Linked DNA regions of Ovis aries: region 2 is linked to region 1. A link is a contact called in public Hi-C data. All regions are on one chromosome and are shown on one strand. The core of a region is the stretch at or near the end of the contact, and the rest is flanking DNA. Distances in the headings are between cores, read along the strand shown. Region 1 overlaps SERINC5 (serine incorporator 5). Region 2 holds the start of SERINC5 (serine incorporator 5).

Region 1 (5,198 bases), core at 1,881-4,380:
AGTAAAAGTGAAGTCACTCAGTCGTGTCCGACCTCAGCGACCCCATGGACTGCAGCTTTCCAGGCTCCTCCGTCCATGGGATTTTCCAGGCAAAAGTACTGGAGTAGGGTGCCATTGCCTTCTCCAACAAGTACTTCTAAGAAAATGGTTTTTCTGAGGCCCTTAAGTACATTTAAAATAGTCTGCATTTGCAGCCTAAGGTCAGGGGGAACAAACACTTCCTTGGGAGTTGCTCCTGGTGGCTCCATCTCCGTGGTTCCAGCAGGGCACTGTCTGACCTTGCCCCTTTGGGCAAGGGAAGATGGGTCTGGGCCCCTGGAAGATGCAGTGCTAAGCGCTAAGTCTGTGGGGCAAATAGGGTCTAGCTGGTCAGCCTTTCTTCTTCTCTCCCGTTCCCTCTGAGGAGAGCTGCCCCCAGAGAACACGCCTGCAGCAAACGTGCCCCTGTAGAGGAAGTGTTCCCTGGCTCAGGTGGGGTCCCCAGGTGGGTTAAGTCTGACTCAGTTTTGGGGTTCAGTAGTAGGAAGCCCACTTCCTTGCAAATATGAGTCATGCTGTCTTATACCAGCTTTTTGGGAGGGATAAAAGTGATGTTTGTATCTACCTGCTGACATTGTAGTATTTTTTGTCAGTTTATTCAGAACCTGAGAAGGGAAGGATGGTGTTATTTATTGGGCTCCCTCAGAATCCCCAACTCAACCCCTCATCATCAGGCCCATTATGAGGAAACTCCAGAAAAAGGTCCTATATGTGTCTCTCTCAGAGTCACATACCAGGGATACCTTGCAGATACTGCCCAGGCAATGACTGGAAGAAAATCTATCCTTCACCCTTGGAAACATCCACCCTACAAGTGACATGTCCAGAAAAGGAAAACCCGCCCTGTAGCCCACTCCTCATTATGTGTGGGCTGGTCTAGGCTTTACCACACTGGCCACATTAAGTGTTTATATAATAGCTGCTGGAGACACTGGCAGTCATCCTTAGGACAAGGGAAAAGTACAAAAGCCTACAAGGAAAGACTACACATCTAATCAGCCATCAGCAAAGCTAAGACAACACATACAATCTTCTCCACCAAGAGCATCAGAAGGCATCTGACCTACCACTAAAGATCAAGATGGGGAAGGGTTTGCCCGCTTAGAGAGAAAGCATTGAAGAGGCTTCAGCAAGGCTTGGGGAGAGCAGGTATAACCCCAAACCACCCCGGGTGGCTGGGCCCCATGCTCTACACTGAATGCTTCCCACACCCCCTGATTAACCATCGCCGGTGATGGGCAGAGTGGACGGGGCTGACTCACGTGCTCCCTCATCTGGTTGGCCACGGTGTCGGACATCATGACGCAGCAGATGATGACGACCAGGATGAAGTAGAGCGCGTACATGAAGCGGGTGCTCCGGGACTGGCGCACCTTGGGGCCACAGCAGTAGGAGCAGCCGGCGTTCCCACAGCAGCAGGCCAGCTAGGAAGGAAACACAGAGCGTCTTCTCAGAGCCTCTCCTTTATAGACCTACTGAGCCCAGGCCTCTGCAGGTGAGCTCCCACCCATAGGACGTGTGTGAACAAAGCTGTCGCCAGGACTGGTCTGACATTGTCTTTAATAAACATGGTGAGGCTTAGGAGATGTCCAATAGCTAAACAGAAAAGGCGCCCTTCACCCGAAGCACTGTGATCACTCAGACAAAAACAATCAGGGAAGAGCACAAGAAGCCAAGAACTAGAAGAAGAACTAAGGGAAGTGGGAAGGATGGGAAAACCAAGAAGCTGAGCCCAAGAAAGAGACGTGTCAAAATCCATAGCCAAAGAAAGAACTGCATGCATGGTGGGGGTGGGGGCGGGGGCCGGAGGAGGGGGCTGGGGCCGGGCGGAGGAGGGGGCGGATTACCACGAACAGGAAGCACAAAAGACACAGGCGCCTCTCAGAGATTCACACAGGAAGGGTGGGCCTGAGGCTAATGAGTGGGCAGGACTGGGCTTTATCGGTCAATGCAACTGGACATAATTTGACTTGAGAATATTAAATAAAAACAGGGACTAAGTTTTCAGGTTTGGGTCTGGAGTTAAGTTTTCTTGAAGAGTTTTTTTTTTTTTTTTTTTTTTAAGAGTAGTTTTAGGTTTTACAACAAAATTAAGGGGAAGGCACAGCGATGTCCCGTATGCCCCCTATTCCCACACAGGTACAGTCTCTCCCACTGTCAATATCATCGACCAGAATGGTACATTAAAAAAAATTTTTTACCAAGGATGAACTTGCACTGGCACCTCAAAATCACACCAAGTCCATGGTTTACATAAGGCTCCATTCTCGGTGTCCTGTACGTTACGGGTTTAGATAAATGTCCAATGACATCGATCCATCATTACAGTATTAAGAGTATTTTCACTGCCCTAAAAGGAAACTATTCTTTAGTAACCACCGGGCAAGAGAACACAGCGTTGTTACAAGCTCAAAGTATTCAGCCAGCCTGGATTTGGGACCTGGCTCTGCAACCTATTAGCTATGAGCCCCAAGCAAGTTTCCTTACTTTTCAAGACTCAGACTCCTCATGTATTAGAGTACGGGTGGTAACCTACTTAATGTACTGCTGGTCTCTTGGATAACCTAATCAGACATACCTGGTTTTAGGGAGGAATTTGCTCTTTAGTAAATAGAGAATAATACAAAAGAGATTACCATAAACTACAAATGACCACCAAAACCTATGTGTTTTAACACTATATATAAAAACCTAACAATGTAATCTTTTGATCATGATTTAGCAGGAAGTTCAGAGTTTTGCGCGGCTTCAAAACAAGCATCAGTTAGAAGGCTACACTATAAACATCACTTATGGTAAGAAGAGATCACGGGAGTAAGATGACAACAGGCTGTAATCATCAGGACAGATCTTGGAAAGATACACATTTCCCAGATTATTTAATCTACTTCATGAAATCGCTGTTGTTTAAGCCCTTTGTCATTCTGCACTATTTCATTACTTGAAATGTCCTAATGTGCCCTTTCCATCTTACATGCAGTTTTCTAAGCCATTTTCCTCAAGACTCTTCTTGCCTCATAAGGCTGGGCCACTGCTTTGCAAGATCAGCTCCTCTACCGGGCTGAGCTAACAGATCACACAGCAGAACCCTAACTCCGCTGCCTTTATGGTGTTCTTACAGGCCACCTTCCTTCACAGTTCACTCGCCCACGGTCTCTGTCTTTGATTTGCTGATCCCTTTCCACTCATATGCCCCAATTTTTCTTTTCTCTCCCTCGCAGCTCCCTCTTTTCTCCTCCCACTGGCCTAGCTGGCTCCTCTCCCAGCCCTGCCTCCCTCCTCTGCCTCTCAAATTCCTTCCCAACTGCCTCATTCACTGGTTGCTAACTCTTTAAGCTCCATGGTCTTAGATAACCAGTTTTACTGTCTTTCAAATTCAAATGTGATCAAATATTTATCCTACATGGAAAAAGAAATATTTAGAAGCAGATGATACATACCATGACATCACTTACCCAAAGCAGAATCAACCTTTATACTTAACTGTCTCCGCAGAGGGAAAAATGAACAGATGCAGATATAATGTGAGCCTAATCGATCATTTAAAGACAGATGGTAACAGAGGAATATGATTATGGAAAATGAAGAGAAAATCATATTGGTTTAATCCTATCATTTTTAAAGTCACGTAGCATTGTATAGACCTAATTTTTTAGTTGGAAAATGAAACTATTTCCTGCCATATCAGTAAACAAGTATGTGACAGTCATCCGCAACTGCAGTCTCCACGTGAGCCAGGAGCTCTGAGGACACTCAGGATGTGAAAACACGAGAAACTTGCCCCAAAGAGCTGAGATCTATATCAAAGGAACAATTTCAATGAGACCCAACTCGCGCATCTCCCCACACATAGCAAAGTGCCAAACTTCTGGGGACAGTAATCTTCTGATATTCAGACTGCGTGCCCTTTGTTGCAAAGTGAGTTGAGTGAAGTCGCTCAGTCGTGTCCGACTCTTTGCGAGCCTGTGGACTGTAGCCCACCAGGCTCCTCCGTCCATGGGATTCTCCAGGCAAGAGTACTCGAGTGGGTTGCCATTTCCTTCTCCAGGGGATCTTCCCGACCCAGGGATCGAACCCAGGTCTCCCACATTGCAGGCAGACGCTTTAACCTCTGAGCCACCAGGGATGTCTTTGTTGCAAAGCTGCTATATATCCTAGCTTCCCCTTACCTCCTCAGAGCAGGTTCTCAGAACTATCTGAAATGCTGTCTCCTAGGCTACAGTCCTCATTTTGCCCCCAAAGAAAACTTAAATGGCAACTCTCATTTTGTGCGTTTTTTTTAATCAACAAAGTTCTCCTTATTTTTCACTTTCACTCTGTATATGGTATTTATGTGTATATACATATGAGTTTCCCTGGTGGCTCAGTGATAAAGAATCCACCTGCAATGCAGGAGATGCAGGTTTGATCCCTCAGTCCCCTAGAGGAGGAAATGGCAATCCACTCCAGTATTCTTGCCTGGGAAATCCTATGGACAGAGCAGCCAGCTGGCTATAGTCCATTGGGTCACAAAAGAGTCAGCTATGACTTAGCAACTAAACCACCACCATACACACACACATACATATAGATAGATAGGCAGATATAGATGTGTGCACATATATACACACACACGCCTATTATTAGAATCAAATAGCAGAGCTCTACTAGCCTACAAGTTATTTATCAATGAAAACTAGGCCAATCACAAACAGTAAAAGTGTACTACGTGCATGCTAAGTCACTTCAGTCATGTCCGACTCTTTGCAACCCCACGGACTGTAGCCTGCCGGGCTCCTCTGTCTGTGAGATTCTCCAGGAAAGAACACTGGAGTTGGTTGCCATGCCCTCCTCCAGGAGATCTTCTTGACCCAGAGAAAAAACCCCCGTCTCTTACGTCTCATTATCTTAAGCTATCATTGACATGGAAGTGGAAATTCAAAACAGCATCCATGAAAGTACTGTTATGTTAGCATCAGGGAAAATCTCACAGCCCTGCTGACTTACCCCTTCCTTCTGGAAGAGTATAATTTATAAAATGGGTTTATCTTTTATTCCCTGACATTCACAGCTTTATTACTCTGGGCATTTGTTGTTCAGTTGCTCAGTCGTGTCTGACTCTTTGTGACCCCATGGACTGCAGCATGCCAGGCTTGTCTTTCACCTTCTCCCAGAGTTTA
Region 2 (5,198 bases), core at 1,379-3,878, 49 kb after region 1:
CCAAATCCATCGGTGACTGACCCCACCTGGCCCTACCTGCCTCTTTACCTCATCTAAGACACTCCAGCCTCCTGGACTCTTCCAACACCTCACTGTTCCTCAAACACCCTGGAAGGCTCGCTACCCAGACCCTCACATGGGTGCCTCTCCATCAGTCTCAATTCCAAGGGCATCTTCTCAGACAGACTTCCCCAACAACCCTACAGAGGCCGCTTTGCCCACCAGGACCTGTTACAGTATCAGTATTGTTTACTGGTTACAGTATATTATTGTTTCATTGCTCCAATGTTTATATAACGCCACCCCATCCCCGCCCCAGCAGGACCAACCACTGAGGGCAGAGATGATGTCTGTCTGGCTCACTGCCCTATCTCCAGCTCTTAGCACATAGTAGGTGCTGTGATATTGTGATATAATCAGGAATATTTATTTGGTCTTCTACTTGGGTATGGGAGGCCCAGAGACTTAATGCCAACAGCTGAATGCTGAAATGTGCAGGGTGCCAGACAGGGAGGAGGGTGGTGTTGCGGGATTAGGCCCCTAGCCTGGGGGATATCTGACATCCAGGTAATGTCAGAATTAAACTGTATTGTTGTACATCCAGTTAATATCTGGGGAGTTGGGGAACTGACTGGTGTGGGGTGGGGGGTGGTGGGGTCCGTAAATTGATGTCAGAAGTGATGTAAGTAAAAACAGTGCACATGTGCTCAAAAAAGTTGTAAGGATTTCTAGACTTAGATACTTTCTGATGGTGCTGTTTTTTTAATGTAAACTTAACAGTTTCATTCATATGAAATCATAGAGTCATCACCCGCCTCCTAGCGTTGAGACCCACCACAGTGAAGCCTCAAGCAGTCCCAAGAAAGAAGAAGTTAACTTCCCTGTGATGAACAGCCAGTATTTGGTTCTTTCCAAAGTCCTGAGAAGGGGATTTTAGAAACAAGTCATAAAACCCTGCCAAAATATCAACCATACCAATAATTCTTTTACAAGACCCACTTGAGTACTGGCAATAATTTTCTGAGCTCTAAATTACCCACTAGGAGCCACAGAAAGCCTCAAGGGGCTTTCAAGCGACTGGGGACAGGTGCCTCGAAATATCATAACCTAATCACTGTATAATGAGGGGTCATCTCAAAATGGAACTCCCTCAAAACAACCACAATGAACTATTTGCAAAGCCTTCTTGAGATCTGGAATATTCTGAAAGCCGCCTTCTGAGGTCCACTTTGGTCTCCAGTGCCCTCTTGTCACTTCGCCTGACTGAGGGCAAGTCATTCCACCTCAAGTTAAAAAACCTCAATTTCCTCATCTCTGAAAAGACCAGCCTGAATGCATGCCAAGGACAGTATTAGACCTCAAAAACCCAAGCGATAACTTCTCACAGGGCCACTGCAAAGAGGTCGGATTATCTACCAGTCTAATCGGTGGCTATACAGAAACCCACAGCTTAGCCCCTGCATCCCTTACGGGCTGGCCTGATTATCGCAAGGCTGAATGTACCAGCAAGCAGCGACAGCCGGGCTAGACTCACTGGAAAAAAACGAACTATTAAAACTCTGTAAAGAAATGTCGATAATCAACATGTCTGAGAAGGTGGGAGCGCAACGCCTGGCAGATTTTACCTACTTCTTCCTTTCTAACTCTGCAAGAAGGAATGAAAGCAGGGCTAAGGGTTAACACCTACTACCAATTCTGCCCTGACGTACTGCCAACCCGTAGAAGACGCCGATCCCAAGCGGGCACAGGTGTTTTAAGATCTCGGGAGTTTAATAGGCGAGAGTTACAAACAAGCTCGGGCAAGTTCATAGCTGAAAGGGGGATGAGAACGCTCGAGGTTCCTACCCAGGCGGCGCGTTCGTGTCCAGCCAGGGTTGGGTCGGGAAATTCAACAAACAGGGCTGACTTCCCAGCGCCGAGACCTGAGCCCTGCGGTTTGGAAAGCAGGCTTCTCTGTTCTCGAATGAACAGAGCCAGGGTTCTGGAGCCCTGGGAGATGTCAAGCGCAATACGCCTGAGCCAAACGAGCCGAGTTTCGTTCAGGGCATGGTAGAGGAGTGGTTGCCCAAACCCACGTCTTCTCCTGGATTCACGGGGCTGGCAGAGCCCGGTGGCCTACGGAGCTCGGCTCCACACACTCGTGCCCTGGAGAGTAGGCGACACGCTCCAGAAACAGTCGGCACCTTCCGCCCGAACCCTGCCTGCCCCGCCCTAAGCCAAGTTCCTACCTAACGCCCAACGAGAAGACCTCGGGGTCACCTCTCGGGCTGCCCCCCGTGTGCCCCTGGTCCGCCCGCCGAAGCAGAGGGTTTCCCTGACGGCTGAGCGCCGGGCTCCGGCCCGGGGCACTCACCCAGGCGGCGCGGGGTCACCCGCCCCACTTTCGGCGGCGGAGGCGGGGCGCACACCCAGGGAAGCCCGTAGTGCCTCGGGCTACTGGCCAGGTTTCCACCGATCTGTCTCCCTCTTCTCACCTGGCCCGCACAGCACCGCGCTGACATAGCAGCGGCCGACCACCACCACCCGCGCGCTCGTCCGCTTGCAGCTTCGCTCCGGCGCTCCTGGCTAGCTCCGGCAGCAAGCGTCCGTCCGCAGACCGCTCACACCTCCACGCCGCGCAGCCCCAGCTGAGCTTGGGGGACCTAGGCCTGGGTGAAAACAACCTCCGCCAAACCCCGCCCCTCGGCCCAGGCCCCGCCCCTCGGCCCAGGCCCCGCCCCGTCAGGCCGCCACCGCCCGTAGCCCCTCCCTGTTCCCGCCCCTTCCCGGGGCACCGCCTCCGAACTCCATCTCCCCCGGCTCGCACTTCCGCTGGCGTCAAGCAGCAGGCAGTGGTCATCACTTCCCGGTCCTGCGCTGGACTGCGAAGTCCGACCGCCGACAGGCTGGCCCGGCACTCTCGGTCCCCAGCCCTGAAGGGAGCAGCGCCCCCAATCCGCGGCTCCGGTGGAAGAGCTGGTTGCTGACTCCAATAAAGCCTTTTGTGAATGATTCCGAGTGCCCTGCACTGAACCGGCGCGATAGGGATGGCCGGGTGCTAGTCTGTGCTCGGCCTCGCCCCGAACTGGTGTATGCACGGGATGCCTGTTTCAGAAGTCCCTTTATCTTCTTCATCTCCCAATAACATTTCTCAAACTTTGGTAAGATTCCCTCTGCCCAAGCTACGAATCCCTGGTCACTTTGCTGTCTTGGCATGTTACCATGGCACCTTAAGGGATCCAGAGAGGACCCTTTCTGTGCTTCCCTGTTTTCCAGTCTCTCCGCCACCCATAGGAGACCGCATCCGCGCCCAGGGATTGGTTTGCATTCCTCCTTCCTCTCTGGCTTCCCAGGTGGTTCAGAGGTAATGAGTTCACCTGCCAATGTAGGAGACACAAGGGGCGCCGGTTCAGTCCCTGGGTGGAGGAAGACCCCTGGGAGGAGGAAATGGCAACCTGTTCCAATATTCTTGCCTGGAAAAATCCCTTGAATAAAGGAGCCTGAAGGGCTACGTCCATGCGGTCACAAAGAGTTGGATGCCAGTGAGCACAGATATTTGTGACATGCAGAAAGAGTTCTCCCTACCTAAATCTCCTCGTGGCCACTTCCCCAAGAAGAGGAATTTCTGTTAGTGCAAACTTTGCACCAAATTCCTTTCATTTCTTAAAATAAGGATTATTCTCTATTTTAGAAATGGGGCGACTGAAGCTCAGGCAATTTAAATAACCTGCCCAAAGTTTAACAGTAAAGCTGAAAAAAACAATACAGGGACTGGGAGGCACATGTCTGATCCCCTGGGACATGACACAAATCTGACCTTTGCCTTTGGCAAAGTAGTGTCTGTCGGCAGTTGAGGAGATGGAAAGTAAGAGAAAAGTCCATGGGAACCAATGCTTGGATTATGAGCAGCACAGACTCTTCTAGAATTGAGACAGGCTTCCAGAGTGCTTGCACCTGGACAACCTTCTTGAGCAGTAGGATACAGGGAAATTATAAGTGACTAAAAATAACTGCACCCATGCTCAGTTGAGACAACCTTGAGCAAGAGGATACAAAAAAAGCCACAGACTACAAGTTTTTGAGGTGCCAGGAGCTAACGCAGGGTACTATGCATGATCCCTGTACACTGCACCACCAAAGGGGTAGACAGACATAGTAAAGTACCTAGCAGGGTACTATGCATGATCCCTGTACACACCACCAAAGGGGTAGACAGACATAGTAAGGTACCTGTACACGTGCTCAGTCCTGTCTGACTCTGTGCACCCCTATGGAATGTAGCCCACCAAACTCCTCTGTCCATGGGATTCTCCAGGTGAGAACACTGGAGTGGGTCACCGTGCCCTTGGCCAGAGGATCTTCCTGGCCCAGGGAATGAACCCACATCTCTTACATCCCCTGCATTGGCAGGTGGGTTCTTTATCACTAGTGCTGCCTGGGAAGCCCATAATAAGGTTAACCTTTTGCCAAACCCACTCCTCCATCCCTATTGTTACACCAGTCAAGGACACACGCAGCTTCCCTCCAAGAGCTCGCAAGGGTACCTGTTTCTTGCTTCTATTCCCTGGTGATGAAACTGTTGTTCAGTAGCCCAATTTTGTCTGATTCTTTGTGACCCCATGGACTGCTGCACGCCAGGATCCCTGTCCCTCACCATCTCCCAAAGTTTGCCCAAGTTCATGTCCATTGGATTGGTGATGTCATCCAGCTGTCTCATCCTCTGATGCCCTTTTCTCCTTCTACCCTTAAACTTTCCCAGCATCGGGGACTTTTCCAATGAGTCACCTGTTCTCATCAGATGACCAAAATACTGGAGCTTCAGCTTCAATATCAGTCCTTTTCAACGAGTATTCAGGGTTGATTTCCCTTAAGGTTGACTGGTTTGATATCCAAGGGACTTTCAGGAGTCTTCTCCAGCACCACAGTTCAAAGGCATCAATTCTTTGGTGCTCTGCCTTCTCTATGGTCCAGCTCTCCTAACCGTACATGGCCACTGGGAAGACCATAGCCTTGACTATATGGACCTTGGTGGACTAAGTAATGTCTCTGCTTTTCAACACACTGTCTAGGTTTGTCATAGCTTTCCTTTTAAGAAGCAAACATCTTCTGATTTTATGGCTGCAGTCACCATCCACAGTGATTTTAGAGCCCAAGAAGAGGAAATGTGTCATTACTTCCACCTTTCCCCATCTATTTGCCATGAAGTAATGGAGCCAGAT

Evidence for each region. Hi-C and Micro-C count contacts between places; a contact is called where the count stands out from the background.
Region 2: a Hi-C map of tail adipose tissue shows a contact between it and region 1, with 1.7 times the contacts expected there. The contact joins the promoter of SERINC5 here to the enhancer-like site in region 1. A contact is called at or near these places in 2 of 16 Hi-C or Micro-C datasets (both in tail adipose tissue).

The regions. Positions count from the first base shown.
Region 1 is chr7:11,136,016-11,141,213 of ARS-UI_Ramb_v3.0, forward strand. It overlaps SERINC5 (serine incorporator 5), which reads right to left. Exons shown (of 12, transcript XM_060418823.1): 2 at 1,302-1,463. Among named protein-coding and RNA genes, the nearest start is that of SERINC5, 50 kb to the right of the region's middle. Within about 2 kb of position 3,131, at least 7 of the 54 cell types and tissues checked have an H3K27ac peak or open chromatin away from gene starts, as enhancers often do. A contact at or near this core is called in tail adipose tissue, where this site is marked.
Region 2 is chr7:11,185,987-11,191,184 of ARS-UI_Ramb_v3.0, forward strand. SERINC5 (serine incorporator 5) reads right to left here and starts at 2,629. Exons shown (of 12, transcript XM_060418823.1): 1 at 2,475-2,629. The coding sequence starts at 2,501.